2 separate regions of the Mus musculus genome follow, and region 1 is linked to region 2. A link is a contact called in public Hi-C data. All regions are on one chromosome and are shown on one strand. The core of a region is the stretch at or near the end of the contact, and the rest is flanking DNA. Distances in the headings are between cores, read along the strand shown.

Region 1 (7,063 bases), core at 3,215-5,714, 2.6 Mb after region 2:
TGGGCACCGGCCGGGGTGGGGGCTGTAGCCCCCCCCGCAGGGCTTGGCTGGGGGGGCTCCTGCCTGGGGGCCCCTGTGGGAGCCCCCCCAATACAGAGGAGGCAGCAGCAGCAGGTTTAAAGTAGAACTCATCCAGAGGGGCCAGCCAAGTCACCTAGAAACCCAGAAAGAGTTGGAGCTAGCTCTGGGGGAGGAGGGTCGGCTAAGGAGGAGCTTCCCTACCGGCGCCTTTGCCCCAGGCGCTCAGGCCTCCAGAGGAGCCCTGCCTGGCACTGGCTGTCCTCCAAATCGCCATCATGGCGGCAAACTTAATGAATCTAGTTGTCTTTGGCTGTGGCCTTGTGCAGTGGTGTGATTGTTATCTCCACTTGAGGCCCAGAGAGGGGAAGGGACTTGCCCAAGGTCACACAGCTTCCTGAGAGGATTTAACCCCTCTTTCTGCTTCCTGCCTCTGCTCCCTGGTCTGTAGGAGAAAAGGGGGGGGGGTGCAGGCCTGTCATCTCCCTCCTCTTCTTCTTCCTTCTCCTCCTCCTCCTCCTTCTCCTCCTCCACAAGGACTATAAGAAAATACCCCTTCAGAGCTCCAACTACCACCCACCTCCTCCAGAGATCAGAACCATTAAGAGTGGAGATTGGCCTCTACCCACAGGCTTGCTTTCAAATCCAGGACTCCCTTATCCAGGAGCTAGTTATCACAGTGCAATAAACACACACCCCTCTGTAGACGGGTGACAGGTAGAAAAGAAACTGGGAATGTCAAAGGGGAAAGAGTAAAAAAAGGGCACAGGGGATCCTGCACACCAACGCTAAGGGCAGGATGACTGAGCCCTCCCAGAAGCTTCTGGAAGCAGGGCCTTGAAAAACAGGATGGAAGCTGTTTGTTGAGCCAGGCCCTCTTCTTCCCCCACCACTAATCTCTTGAGGCCAGGCAGCCCCCCATTAGAAGGCTCCCTCTTCCTCTTTGGATGCTTTCTTCCAGCCCTGGAATGGTAATAGAGTTTCTAGGCATGCAGTAATGGGGGGAATAAAGGCAGCTTTTCCGGCCTCTACCCTTGATTAAGGGATTGGTCTGGGCCCACAGGTCCCTCCCCAGGGCCTCTGATTCAGGGAGGTGCTGCAAGCATCCTTAGCTGCTCTCTGGTGGGAGGGGGCCACATTACCATGGGAAGCCACAGCCTGAGGCTGCAGGAGAAGCTAGGCACTCTCCAGTCATAGGAGGGCTGGTGGATGAGCATAGCAGGATGAAGGCTCCAGAGCCCGAGCTCCAGGTCACAGGGAGGTCAGGATCCCGGCCTCCTGGAAGACACGCCTTTCACATGAGTGATTTGCCCACTTCCTGGGCAGAGTCAGGACTTGAATCCGACCCCTTGTGCTTCAAGGCTAGGGCTCCCGTTTGAGCGGCCCAGGTTCCAAGAAAGCTGTAGGCTAGCAGACCCATCTTTCCTCTCACAGTGAATAGTCATTAGAAGAAACAAGACAGAGCAGCAGCCAGCCCCAGGAAAACAAGGATGCTCTGGGGATGACATGGGAGGGAGCCAGAGGGAGAAGCAGGATGGGCATGCCTCTGAAAGGACCTGGCATGTGACATCAAATATATGGTCAAGGGCCAGGAAAGGCAGTGTTCCATATCATCATCTTGGGGGTACAGGCAGGGTTGACGGTCTTCAGAGTCATGGACTCAACTCTCACAGTATCTGTCGCAACCATTCCTTCAAGGTACAAACCCATGCTGGGATTCAAAAAGAGCTGCTCTGCCCTTAGTGGGGTGAGCTGGGCATGCAGGGAATTTGTTCCTGGGAAAAGAGACTCTCCCATTAGTGCAGGCATGGAGGAGGAAGTCAGGCTCAACATGCAAGGGTCACGCCTAAACTGCAACAGCAGCAGGAGCCAACCTCCCGGGCTGTCCAGGCTAGCTGAAGAGAAGCTAATGTCAGACAGTGGGCTGTGGGCTGCTAAGGGAAGAAACATCAGCTTACTGCAGTGCTTCCCCCCACTGAGAACCAGAGGGCTTCCCCCCCAGCCGCTCTCCTCAGTAAGCAGCTCACTCCCCACCTGCCTTCTCGGCTTACTTATTTATTGTTTCATGTATCACAAGCTGGCTTCAAGCCCACCCAGCAGCCAAGGATGAGCCCGAACTTCTCAGCCTCCTGCCTGCACAACTGCGATGATAACAACTGTATGTGGTGCTGTGGATCGAACCCACGGCACGGTGCGTGCTAGGTAAGCACTGTTCCAAGGCGGCTACTTCCCCAGACTCATCTCCCTTTACTTTATCTTTACGGTACTGGGAATCAAACCCATACCCTTGCACATGCTGGGCAAGTGCTCTACCCCTGACCTACATCCCTAAACGCTGTGGCTTCTCTCCAAAAAAATAGCATCGAGGGGGCTAAAGAGATGCTTCAGAAATTAAAAACACTTGCTCTTGCAGAGGACCCAGGTTCAATTCCCAACACCCACATAGTGGCTCACAAACACCTGTAATTCCAGTTCTAGGAAAGTCAAAACCTTGTTCTGTCCTCCATAGTCTTGGGGTGGTACACGTACTGCATACACATATACAAAGTGGTCATAACATAAATTTGTAACACATAAAATAACAAAAAGTAGCATAAAAGAGAAGCCTAGTGGTGCAGGCCTTTAATCCCAGCACTTGGGAGGCAGAGGCAGGCAGATTTTTGAGTTCGAGGCCAGCCTGGTCTACAGAGTGAGTTCCAGGACAGCCAGAACGATACAGAGAAACCCTGTCTCGAAAAAAAAAAAAAAAAAAAAAAAAAGCCTAAAGTCCCGGGTTTGAGTTTGGAGGTAGCAGCATCTGTGGGACCCTAAGCCAAACTCTGAAATCTGCCTGCTCAGAAGATGTCCATACAGGGCTAGGACTTGCTGTCCCTGTAATCTTGAGACTATTTGAAACTGAGAGCCATAGAGACATCCAGAAAGTGCTACACAACCTCCTTGGGTAGTATGAGATGGAGTGGGTGGCAGGAGACTGGTAGAGACTCTGCCTTAGTGTGTGTGTGTGTGTGTGTGTGTGTGTGTGTGTGTGTGTGTGTGTGGTGGTGGTGGTGGTGGTGGTGGTTGTCATACAGCCCGGGCTCAAAATCCCAGCTCCCCCTTTATATAGCCCTGTGACTTAACTATGTGCTCTCACAACTGAAGTGTCCACGAGTTTTCCCGTTTAATGTTCCCCACAGCCTTCAGAGGAAGTCCATCGGTCCCCCCCCCCCCACCCACCACCTCTTTTCGGTCGTTTGTTCAACCAATAGGATGGAGAGTCCTTTGCCTGAGTCTGAGAGTTTTTCGAGCTAGAATTCGGTATGGACCTAATAGTGTCCTAATGCCTGTAGGTTTGACAAGGAGCACGCTGACCCAAGCTAAGGTATCAGCAGAGTCCTCAGAGCTCTGGCCCACCAAATTTTCGCTTTCTAGCAGAAAGACAAAGGAATGAATGAAACAATTTAAAGATGCAGACAGAATAAAGGAAGACTGGAAGGTGGCCTCCTAAAGTGTGAAGGATCGAGAAGTTACTGGGTGAACTAGCTTGCTGTCCCTACAGCAGAACAGGCAGGGGTCCCAATAAACGCTCATTTGGGGTCAACTGCTATTATTACCTTTATCATTGTGAGTTTTGGCTTCCCCACATGCTAGCTCTTTGCACCCGAGTTTCCTCCTTTGCACACGCTCAAGCTGCGGGGCGCCCAGGGCCTCGCCCAGCACAATCCTGCCAGCTCAGAGGGGCGCGCCCCAAACAAGTTTGCGCTTCAATGCGGGCTCTGCAGCTGGGAGGGGCAGCATCGACGAGCCGCTGACTACATTGCCCACAATACCACGCGCGCCGCCATCTCAGCCGGTGGGCGGTGGTCGTCCCAGTCCTGGCTATTGTAAGCCAAACGGCCAAATCTACACGCCCCCACCCCGAGCTCTTCCTTGAGGGGCGTGAGACCAGACCAAGTAGGGCATCCCGGCCGGCACCTGGGCAGTGCCTGGACCCCTTTACACCTCCGATCCCCGGAAGCCCTGTCCACGTGTCGACCCATGCGCGGAAGTTCTCTCGCCCCTTGATGACCAAGGGTCCCGCACGTTCCTCACCGCATCTGCGCCCACACCGTCTCATGCCTAGACTGTCTGTTTCTACCTTAGTGACAGAATGAAACAGGGTCAGAAGAGGACTATGGTCCTAGTGGCGTGAAGATCCAGGCATCCGACACCTAGAAGTCTAGGTTTGAGGCCAGAGGTTAAGTTATAGGAAACCGGACAGACAGTCCCCAAACCCGGCAAAGTAGATCCTCCCCTATCCCCTTTCAGGAGGCGGGGTTGGGGAGAGGGGGCCTGAAGCGGGGCTGGCCCTTTAAGGGGGTGTGGTCGGGGGGCGGGGGAAGAGAGCAAGACAGAGAAAGCGGCAGCGGCGGCGGCTCGGGCGGCGGCCGCGGGGGACAAAGGGCGGGCGGATCGGTGGGGAGGGGGCGGGGCGCGGCCAGGCCAAGCCCGGGGGCTCCGCATGCTGCAGCTGCCCCCGGGCGCCCCCGCCGCCGCCCTCGCCGCGGAGCTGCGCGGAACGGAGCCCGCGAGCTAACCGGAGCCAGCGGCCGGGAGCCAGCCGGCGGGCGTCCGGGAGGCGGCGGCGCAGGGAGGGGCCCGAGCGCGCACGTGGCCCCGGCGGCCGCCATGGCGGACAGCGGCCCCGCGGGGGGCGCGGCGTTAGCTGCCCCGGCCCCCGGGCCGGGCAGTGGCAGCACAGGGCCCCGAGTCTACTTCCAGAGTCCCCCTGGGGCCGCAGGCGAAGGCCCGGGGGGCGCTGATGACGATGGCCCGGTGAGACGGCAAGGGAAGGTCACCGTCAAGTACGACCGCAAGGAGCTACGGAAGCGCCTCAACCTGGAGGAGTGGATTTTAGAACAGCTCACGCGACTCTACGACTGCCAGGTGTGCTCCCCACCCCGCGCGGATACCCTAAAATCGGCCCTAAGTCGGTCTGTCTCCAGAGTCAATGGGAGCTCTGCTGCCAAGCCACCGGTCTTGCACTCGCCGCTCCCAGTGAGTGTGCGCTCTTTCTTGCCTGACCTAAGACACTCTAGCTTTCTCCGCTGCCCGGGACCTTGCGTCCTTCGTGGTACTGCCTCAGGTTAAGCATAGTGTCCTCGCCGAGTCTAGAAGAACTAGATAGCCTGCTGGAGGCAGGGGTCTAGCTTGGGCTAACAGTGAAAGGTCTAGTCTAGTCTGGGCTAGCATCGACACTAGTTGAAAGGTACTAGTTTAACTGTCTCAAGTGTTACAAAGGATCTGAGGAGTTGTTGTGGGCTAGCCTGCCATTCTGTCTACAGAGACAGGTTAACCAGCTCTCCCAGCTCTGGTTCTCCACCCCATGTTCCTTGCTTGTTCAGATGGTGACTCAGGCCCCCAGGGGTAGGGTGGAGGAGTGGGCCTGCCCTCTAATGCCTACCCTAGCCCAGCCCTGGAATGCAGCTGGCTCCAAGTGTGATAGCTGTACCCTTGGGGAGGGGGGTGTACCCCTTTCTCCTCAAAGCATGGGCTCTTTGTTTCCCCTTTATCAAGCATGGGTCTTTCACACTGACCCCTCACCCTCACTTCCTCCCCCCCCCCCCAGGAAGCTGTGACAGGTGTTTGGGGGAGGGGAGGGCTGTGATGAACTAGGACAGCTGGCCCACCAGTGCTCTGGTGAGCCGGAGGTCCCGGATGCTGAGAAGGCACATCTGCTAGGTTCAAAGCCCAAGGTCCCCAGCCCTGTCTGTCTGGCGCCCCTGGTGCCCACTGGCAGGGACAGGAAGTTCCCCCTCATTGGGCAATTTGCCTTGGCACAGACCTGATCTGTTTTCCTTCCCAGAGCAGCTGTCTTTGCTGGGCAAGGAGGGCTGGGCTGGTTTTGAGTGAGGCAGGGAGCCCTCTCCACACCCTCTCCTGGCTGAGACACTTGTCTGTGCTTCTCCCCGCCTCTACCCCAGGAGGAGGAGATCCCGGAGCTCGAGATAGATGTGGATGAACTTTTAGACATGGAGAGTGATGATACCCGGGCTGCTAGGGTCAAGGTAAGCTGAGGTCACCTAGTGGAGGGTTGTCTGGAGACACGGCCCCTTGGGGAGGCTTGGCCCTAGGGCCATACCTTCTTTGGTTTGGGTCATCTGCCTCTGGAAAAATAAGGCTCACGGAACTTAACTTAGCTATGTTCCTAAGTGGCCTCAGTCCCTGGGGAGGGTATAGGTGAACTGAGAGCCCCTGTCCTCAAGAAGTCACTATGTGCTGTGTTCTCCCTTGCCAGGAGCTGTTAGTTGACTGTTACAAACCCACTGAGGTAAGCTATTCTCCTTGCCCTTAGGGTGGGTGTGTATGTGTGCAGCTTATCATCGGGATCCTGGCCTCTCTAACAGCCCCCTCCTATCTAGGCCTTCATCTCTGGCCTGCTGGACAAGATCCGGGGCATGCAGAAGCTGAGCACACCCCAGAAGAAATGAGGGTCCTGACTCAGACGGCCGTGGCTCCCACAGGACAATCGCTGCCCCCCAACCTCGTAGCAACAGCAATACCGGGGGACCCTGCAGCCAGGCCTGGTGCCATGAGCAGGGATCCCCGTGCCCCTGCCTAGGGGTCATTTCCCTTGCCCTCAGTTTTCCACTTTTGGGGTTTTTTATTGTTATTAAACTGACGGGACTTTTTGTGTTTTTATATTGACTCTGCGGCGCAGGCCCTTTAAAAATAAAGCTAGGATACAGCCTTTGGAGCAGCTAACAGGCTTGGCTGGTCTTTTACGGGGGACACACTGCTCTACAATTGTCACCAGCTCGTCTACTCCCCAGGTGATCCTGGGCCTTCTTGGAGCCCATGTAGCCATGGTGATAACTCAGGCTGACTCCCAGATTGCTATTCCAAGCAGCTGGGGAGCAGTGTTGCTACCTACAGTCTTCAGAGTTTTTATCCGCACTGGGTAAGGTCTCTAGGCTGTTGAGGCTAAACCTCAACGCTCTGCAATTATCAGGGAAGATATGATATGAGATTGAAGCTGGTTTTATTTTCCCTTCCCCCATGCTGGGGGTTCAACTTGGGGACCAAC
Region 2 (6,979 bases), core at 2,006-4,505:
AAAGAAAAAGCCAAGAGGAATCGAGTAAAGTAGTTCACACCTGTAATTCTAGCATTCATGAGTTTGAGACAGAGAGACTGCCACAAATTCCAGGCCACTCAAGGCTACAAGTGGGAGAACCTATCTCAAAAAAGCAAATAAAAAAAATCTATAGCCTTTTCTCTAAGAGTGAAGATCATCAGATCATCAGAAAATGAATTCAAGAACTATGTTTCTCACTAAAAGAAATGAAACCACATAAAATCTTAAGCAATATTCTAGATCTAGAATTCACATACTACATACAATTCTGTGTCTCTCCTATCCTACTTTACAAATACAAATTTGAATATTCAAAATGAATATGTAGTAAATAATACTAATAAAGGTCTGACTAAGGAGAAAACAAAACAAAACAAAACAAACAAACCATTAAACACCAATAGAGCAACCTTGAAAGAATAACAGAACTAAAAGTATTCAAACCCATGTATGAGCTAATGTTTAAACTATAAAGTTTTCTTTCAGTAGCATGTCTCATAAATTCCTTCCAAAATATTAAAGACAAAGACCTTTATTAGCATATAGTACTGTCCTCAAATCAGTCATAGCAATGTTCCAAACTTACCAAAATGTTAACTATCCTTCCTTGGTTTGTTCTTAAAATTTACATTTTAATATAACTTAATTAGATTTACTACAATGCCACTATTGCAAAGTTAGGAATCTTTGTCTCATTACAATCCACAAAATCCTTTGATTTTCAGAACTGCAATGATTTCTCTAAAACTTAAGACTTTAACTCCACTGCCAAACACTATAAATTAAGGTTCTAACTACCTGACCAAAAAAAAAAAAAAAAAAACACCCCAAAAAACAAAACCAAAAAAAAAACCAAGTGAGATATCAATATATTTTCACCCCTCCTCTGGTACACAGAAAAGCCATCTAAAATAATTTTTTCCAAAAGGAGGGAATTGAAAATACTAACCAATCTCTGGCTGTACCGAATCCTTTCTTCTTCAGGTTCCATCTCTCACTCTTCTGATGGAAGTACAGTAAAGAAACCACTCCAGGGATGCCTTCCTCTTCCTAAGGATCCAAATTTACAAAGGAAATGAAGAGAAATAAGAACTCATTATGGAACTTATACCTCCCCTTCTCATTAAGTTAAAGACTCTGAGAATCCTTTATCCTCTTGGGCAAATGGTGCCATGTCTTGTCAATATTAATCACATCACAACTATAAAATAAGACCTAAGCAAAAGGAGACTTTGGTTTCAGTTCCTTAGGACCAGCCACATCATTTGTTTCTGCTCATGGGATTGCAACTAGCAAAATTCTTCCTGCTAACATTAGCAATAGATAGATAAAGAGATAGATAGATAGAGGGGACTGGAGACATGGCTCAGTGCTTAACAGCACTGCTGCTTTTCAAGAGGATCCGAGTTCAATTCTCAACAACCACATGGCAGGTCACTGTCTGATTCCAGTTCTAAGGGACCCTTACACAGATATAATGCAGGTGAAAAGGCTCAGGACTTTTACTTCTCTTCTTCTGTATGTTTGCTGGTGTGTGTGTGTGTTTAAGTTTTGTTGTTTTGAGACAGGATCTCTCTACATAGCCCTGGTGGTCTTGGAACTACAACATAGACCAACCAGGCTTGCCTCCAACTTACAAGAGACCCGACTGCCTCTGCTTGCCCAGTGCTGGCAAAGGTGTGCAGCACCAAACCCAGGAAGGACTTTTATTTCTAAAGTGCTGAATGGCCAGGTGAAGGTGAAGTACACACAAAACTAAGCCAGACCCTAAACCAGTGAGTTCTCAAACAGGTAATAACAAATTATAAGCAAAACGGGGAGGTTACTTTCATTAAAAAAAAAAAAAAAGAGGGCAAGAAAAATTTGGTTTTACAGAAAGACTTCAAACCAATGTCCCATATCCTTCTAGTAAGGAACTGCCTTCCCCAAACTACCATCCACCTCAAGGTGGACAACTACAGAACAAATTTGAGAGTTGCAAACGGAGGCAAAAATACCATCTAATCTAGATGAGTAAATAATAAATGAAACGTCTCGATATATGGATACGGGTGAAACATCCATTAAATAAAGGCCGGTTGGCACGTCAATCAATCCACAACACCAAGCAAGGGTTTTCGTTTTTCTAAATATCTTTCTCCAGAATAATGGCTTCTAATTGGATATACAAATGTTTTTTTTCTCTCTTGTAAATATAATACGGCCACGTTAACAAAATCCTTTCAGAGGACCCGATGACATAGTTTGCGAGAGCAGTTCGTGGCACTGCCCTCCTCGGCCTCGGTCGCGAGGGACACAGTCTGCACCCCAGGGCCGGACAGCAAAGCGGTAAACCTCGACTGCTCCCCTAGGGAAAAGGCGTTCTGTGGCTCACCCCTTGCAAAGAAATAAAAACTTTACATTAAGTCTTTAGATAAGACCGGGAACCAAACTTCCCAGGGCGGGGGAGGGGGGAGGGGAAATCTCACCGAGGATTTTGTTCTTGAGTTCTTGTCCAAGAGAGAAGTAAAATTCCAAACACAGACAAAATAAAATCCCAAACGTCGTCTTCGGTATTTCTGTGTATTAACCCAGTATCCAGAGAAGGGTCAGAGCGACCCGGAAAAGAGGAAACAGTTACTGAATCAAACCTCCTCTTCTGGCTTTTACAGACTCCGCGTCCGAGGCGTCAGGGAAGCAAGACCACTCGGCTACTCCCCCAAGCTGGCGGTCAGCAGCCCCAGCCCGAGACCCGGGTCAACCGGGCCGCGGGAAACACCCTCCTCTCGGTACCCTCAGCCGGCCACAGCCGCTACCGAAGCCCAGGAACCGCGGCCGATCAGCTGAGACCCGCCCGGCCGACGCTCCCCGCGCCGCCCGGCCCCCCGGAACGCGGGCCCCGGCCCCGGGGGGCGGAGAGGGCGGGAGCAGCGAAGCGCCCTGACCGGGGGCCTTCGGCTGCCTTTGCGTCGTCCCCTGAGCCGGGGCTCCGCGCTGCGGGACGATCCCCCGTACACCCCCAGCTACTCCCCAGTAGCAGAGGAGGGACTCCGGGGGATGGGCCCCCTGACGTTGCCCTTCCACGCGAAGAGCCCACTGCCCGGGAGGGAAACAACCGCGACGGGCCCGGGAACTGGAAAGGTGCTCTGCGGCCCGCCGCCGCCGCCGCCGCCGCTGCCGGGGAGGGGTGTTGTTTCCCTCACACAGGAGGATCCGCTGAAGCAGCCGCCGCCATTTTGAACCCGTCAGATTCTCACATACACACAGCTCCTCCGGCCTCACTGCGCAGGCGCCCTCTCTTCACCACCACCCCCTCCCTCCCGTCGCCTCTCCACCCCCACCTCTTTCGAGCCTCCCTGCGCGTCTTACCGCTCTCCGGGACACACGTGAACGCGCACGCGTCACTCCCCCCACCCCACCCCGCCCCCTCTACCACGGACACACCGCCGGAGCGCGCACGCGCCGATTGCGTCGGCCTCGAATCGCCCGCGCCCCGCGACGCCGACGCGGTTCCCCGCCCTCCCCCCCTCGCGTCAGCCCGCACGCCCTCTGGCCGGCCTACCGCCCCCGCTCCCTGCCCGCCTCCTCTCAGGTCGCCGGCTCGACCGGGTGCCTGCGCCTGCGCGCCAGTCGCGAGCCTCCTCCGCGCGCGCTCTCTCTCTCCCCCACACCCGCACACAGACACACACGCACACACAGACGCGCGCGCGCGCGCACACACACACACACACACACACTCGCAACTTCGCCGGTGACCCCGCCCACCGCCGGCCAGCTGCGCCAGCCGCCCTCCCTCCCCCACTACTCTAGGGAGGGTTGTGACCCCCGACCCCCACAAAACACAGCACCCCGCCCCAAGCAGTAGGAAGCATCTCCCCTTCCCCTTCGAGCCACCTCTGCTGGGTGGTCAGACGGGTCACACAAACGTGGGCCAGACGGCCTGGGTCAGGGCAGCCGTTGGCCGCTTCAACGCGGGGTCCCCCGGGGTCATGCCATGGGAGCGGGCCAGAGCCGGGTGCTGTGCTCGGGTCTTGTCAGACCCAGGGAGTGCACGGAAAGAAGCGCCCTCCCGCCGGGCGCCCTCCCTCACGCGCCGGCCGGCCGAGGCCCACCTGCTCGCCATCCCGGAGTAGGCCCCTGCGCCCCCCGCTGCAGGGCCTGGCCGCCCTTAGCACGGGGGGAGCTCCTGTCCGTGCAGCGAACCGGTTTCGCCTCACCCACTCCTCGCCGCTCCGAAGGGGCAGGAACCGGTAGCAGTAGCATGTCTGTCCCGAGCTCTGTTCCCTCAGGGCAGCTCCAGACGCTTGACAAGGGAGTCCACAGGTGCTGTGCGCGACAGTGGGATCCACGACGGCTCAGGGGTGGCAGCAGCTAGCACACCCCACTGCGGGCCGCAGGCTCCCAGGGAGGTGGCCCAGGGAGCCCCTGCTGTTGGCCACGCTCAGGTTTCCGTAGCGCCGGTGCCCTCGGCGGCCCGGGTGGGACGTGACCCCGCCCCCGGCGAGTCGGGGCACCCCCCACGGAGAGGGGCGCGGGCCGCCCCTAACCCCAGGGCCGCGGCTTGCGAGGGAGGCCCAGCCGAGAAAATGTCTCCGGTTTGTGTGCGCAGCTTCGCGCGAGGGTCAGCGATGGGGCAGCGGCGGCCCAAGCTGCTCGGCCCTGCCGACGAACCGGCTCCCGCGGCTCGACAGCCGCCCGACGGGCAAGCGGGCTCCGGACGTCGACGGAGCCCAGCCAGAGGTAACAGCAATGCCATGCGAGCAGCCCAACTGCGCTCAGGGCAGTTCCCCAGCCAATCTCGTGCTTTGAGGCCCGTTTAAATTGTAAATCCCACAAAGGACGGTGGCCTGGACGCTACACATCCAAGTGCTTGAGGTTGGCACTTTCCCCTTGCTGACTGGTGTCACATTTTTTTCTCCCTGCCTTGGTTTCCAACTCTTCACCTTGATTCTGAAGAGTCTGGGTTGGAAGAGGAAGACTACCGTGGTAGAGCTATCATAATAACGTTCGTAAACAGCCTTCTAGGTCTTTTAGGAAGACGTTAGTGGCCGACAGTTGGAAAAAATGATACTTTCTTTTGCTATCACAGTTTGAACTGGGGTAAAGAAAGACACTCCTTAAATCCAAAGTATTACTTAATACAGCAAAAAGTTTTGCACACAGGATTTTAACAGACATTCTCTGCTGCTTTTCACATCTTTAGTAGACAAGAGAAAGAGCTTTGTGTTTCTAAACTCGTTTTAAAACTAAACAATGGGAATATAAGATTAAACGTGTGCATATTACTGTGATAGAGGTTCACAGCTCTGCAACTGCCAACAGAAACATCTCACAACAAAAGTGATTGGTTTGTATGGTCTCATTATCTTGCAGCCAGGCACTGAGCAAAGTCACTTTATTCTGATACCAGTTGCTTTTCAGACTTTTTAGAGCATTGCTTCGAAGAGTCACTGTCAGAAACTTTGCCAGATTGAAGGCCTCTTTTGGTGTTCCAGGCTATAGTAAAATATGTTTTAAACTAGTACTCTTACCCGTGTGGTGACTCACACTTGGGAGGCAATCCTAGGACTCCACAGAGGCTGAGGCAGGAAGAGTCCCATAAGTTAAAAGCCAACCTATGTGGATAATGAATTCAGGTCAGCTTGGCCTTACAGAGTGCAACCCTGTCTCAGAAAAAGGCGGTAGTCTTTTATATCCAGTGGCAGGTGTGGCCCCAAAGACATCAGGATTTTTGTAGCTATAAAACAAAAATCTCAACTACACTACAGTAGGGGAACTGACTAAACAATACTGTCTCTACAGGCTGGCTGCCATCTACCAAAGCAGATGGCCCATCGTATTACCCCAAATCATAGTGGCTCTGATGGGTAGGGGCAGATCTGGGAGGACTACTGTTTTGCCTTTAATCATTCCAGAAGTCTAGAACTGGGGCAGTTCCCCAAGAAGGCCACTAGACCTTTGAACTATGGAGCTAAAGAAAGAGGAGATAAGTGGTTTATGAGAAGGAAGAAAAAAAATCCTAGAAGCCTTGATAAAATGGTCCCTATCTGGAATCATCTGGTATCTTAATAAACTGTAAACTCATTTCAGCTTTTTATGCATATGTGTGTCAGTGTCTGTCTGCTTGCCCTCATAGTGCATACAAACCCAAATATGCGAGCCTATGTATGGAGGCAAGGTGTGTATCGGCTAGAGGACAACCTTGGGTAACATTCCTCAGGGACCATCTACCTTTTTCTTCTTTTAGAGACAAAGTCTCCCACTGACCTGGAACTCCCAAGTAGGTAAGCTGGCTGGCCAGGGTACGCTAAGGAAATATCTGTCTATGCCATTCCATCATTAAGATTGCAAGTACAGTATGAGTACCCATCTCTTTTTACATGAATTCTAAGGCTCAAACTCAGGCAAGCACTTTACCAACTGGGCCATTTTATCAGCCCCAGTATCTTTCTTTGTTGGTGGTAGTTTGTTTTTGCTTTTTGACGTAGGATTTCTCTGTGTGGCAGAGCCCTGGATGCCCTGGAACTCTGTAAACCAGGCTGGCCTTGAATTCAGAGATCTGCTATATTAGTCAGGGTTCTCTAGAGTCACAGAACTTATGAAATGTCTCTATATATTAAGGGAATTTATTGGAATGACTTACAGTCTGCTGCCCAACAACGGGCAGGTATGAGTGGGAAGTCCAAGAATTTAGTAGTTGCTCAGTCCCACAAGGCTAGGTGTTTTAGCCAGTCTTCTTATAGGCTGAAATCCTGAAGAAGCAGGTTCCAACAGATCTGCTGGCAGATGTGTGCAAGCAGGTAAAGAAAAATGAACCCTTCCTCTTCCTGTTGTCCTTGTGTAGGCTTCCAGCAGAAGGTGTAGCCACCATTAAAGGTATGCATAACCATGCCTGGACCTAAGCTTTTCTATACATGAAACTTGCTCTGTCCCAGGCTGGCCTTGAACTCAGAGATGTGCTTGCCTGTCTCCTGTACCA

What was found. A called contact is a pair of places that touch in the nucleus more often than the background predicts.
Region 1: a Hi-C map of B cells shows a contact between it and region 2, with 5 read pairs. The contact joins the promoter of Ppp1r14b here to the promoter of Kdm2a in region 2. A contact is called at or near these places in 4 of 39 promoter capture datasets (cranial neural crest, hippocampal neurons, liver and 1 more), 1 of 484 Hi-C or Micro-C datasets (B cells) and 2 of 9 other capture datasets (adipose tissue and liver).

What each region holds. Positions count from the first base shown.
Region 1 is chr19:6,970,584-6,977,646 of GRCm38.p6, forward strand. It overlaps Ppp1r14b (protein phosphatase 1, regulatory inhibitor subunit 14B), which reads left to right and starts at 4,465. Exons shown (of 4, transcript NM_008889.2): 1 at 4,465-4,923; 2 at 5,961-6,044; 3 at 6,275-6,307; 4 at 6,399-6,741. The coding sequence starts at 4,666. The coding sequence ends at 6,467. LOC114841036 (Uncharacterized protein LOC114841036) reads right to left here. Exons shown (of 6, transcript NM_001370419.1): 6 at 7,002-7,063. Gm52400 (a long non-coding RNA gene) reads left to right here. Exons shown (of 3, transcript XR_003952919.1): 3 at 2,096-2,644. It also overlaps a transcript of Plcb3 not described here.
Region 2 is chr19:4,393,822-4,400,800 of GRCm38.p6, forward strand. Kdm2a (lysine (K)-specific demethylase 2A) reads right to left here and starts at 3,256. Exons shown (of 21, transcript NM_001001984.2): 1 at 2,490-3,256; 2 at 971-1,071. The coding sequence starts at 1,012. 9430078G10Rik (transcription initiation factor TFIID subunit 4) reads left to right here and starts at 2,063. Exons shown (of 3, transcript XM_030251152.1): 1 at 2,063-2,072; 2 at 2,509-3,629; 3 at 4,290-4,820. The coding sequence starts at 2,063. The coding sequence ends at 4,820.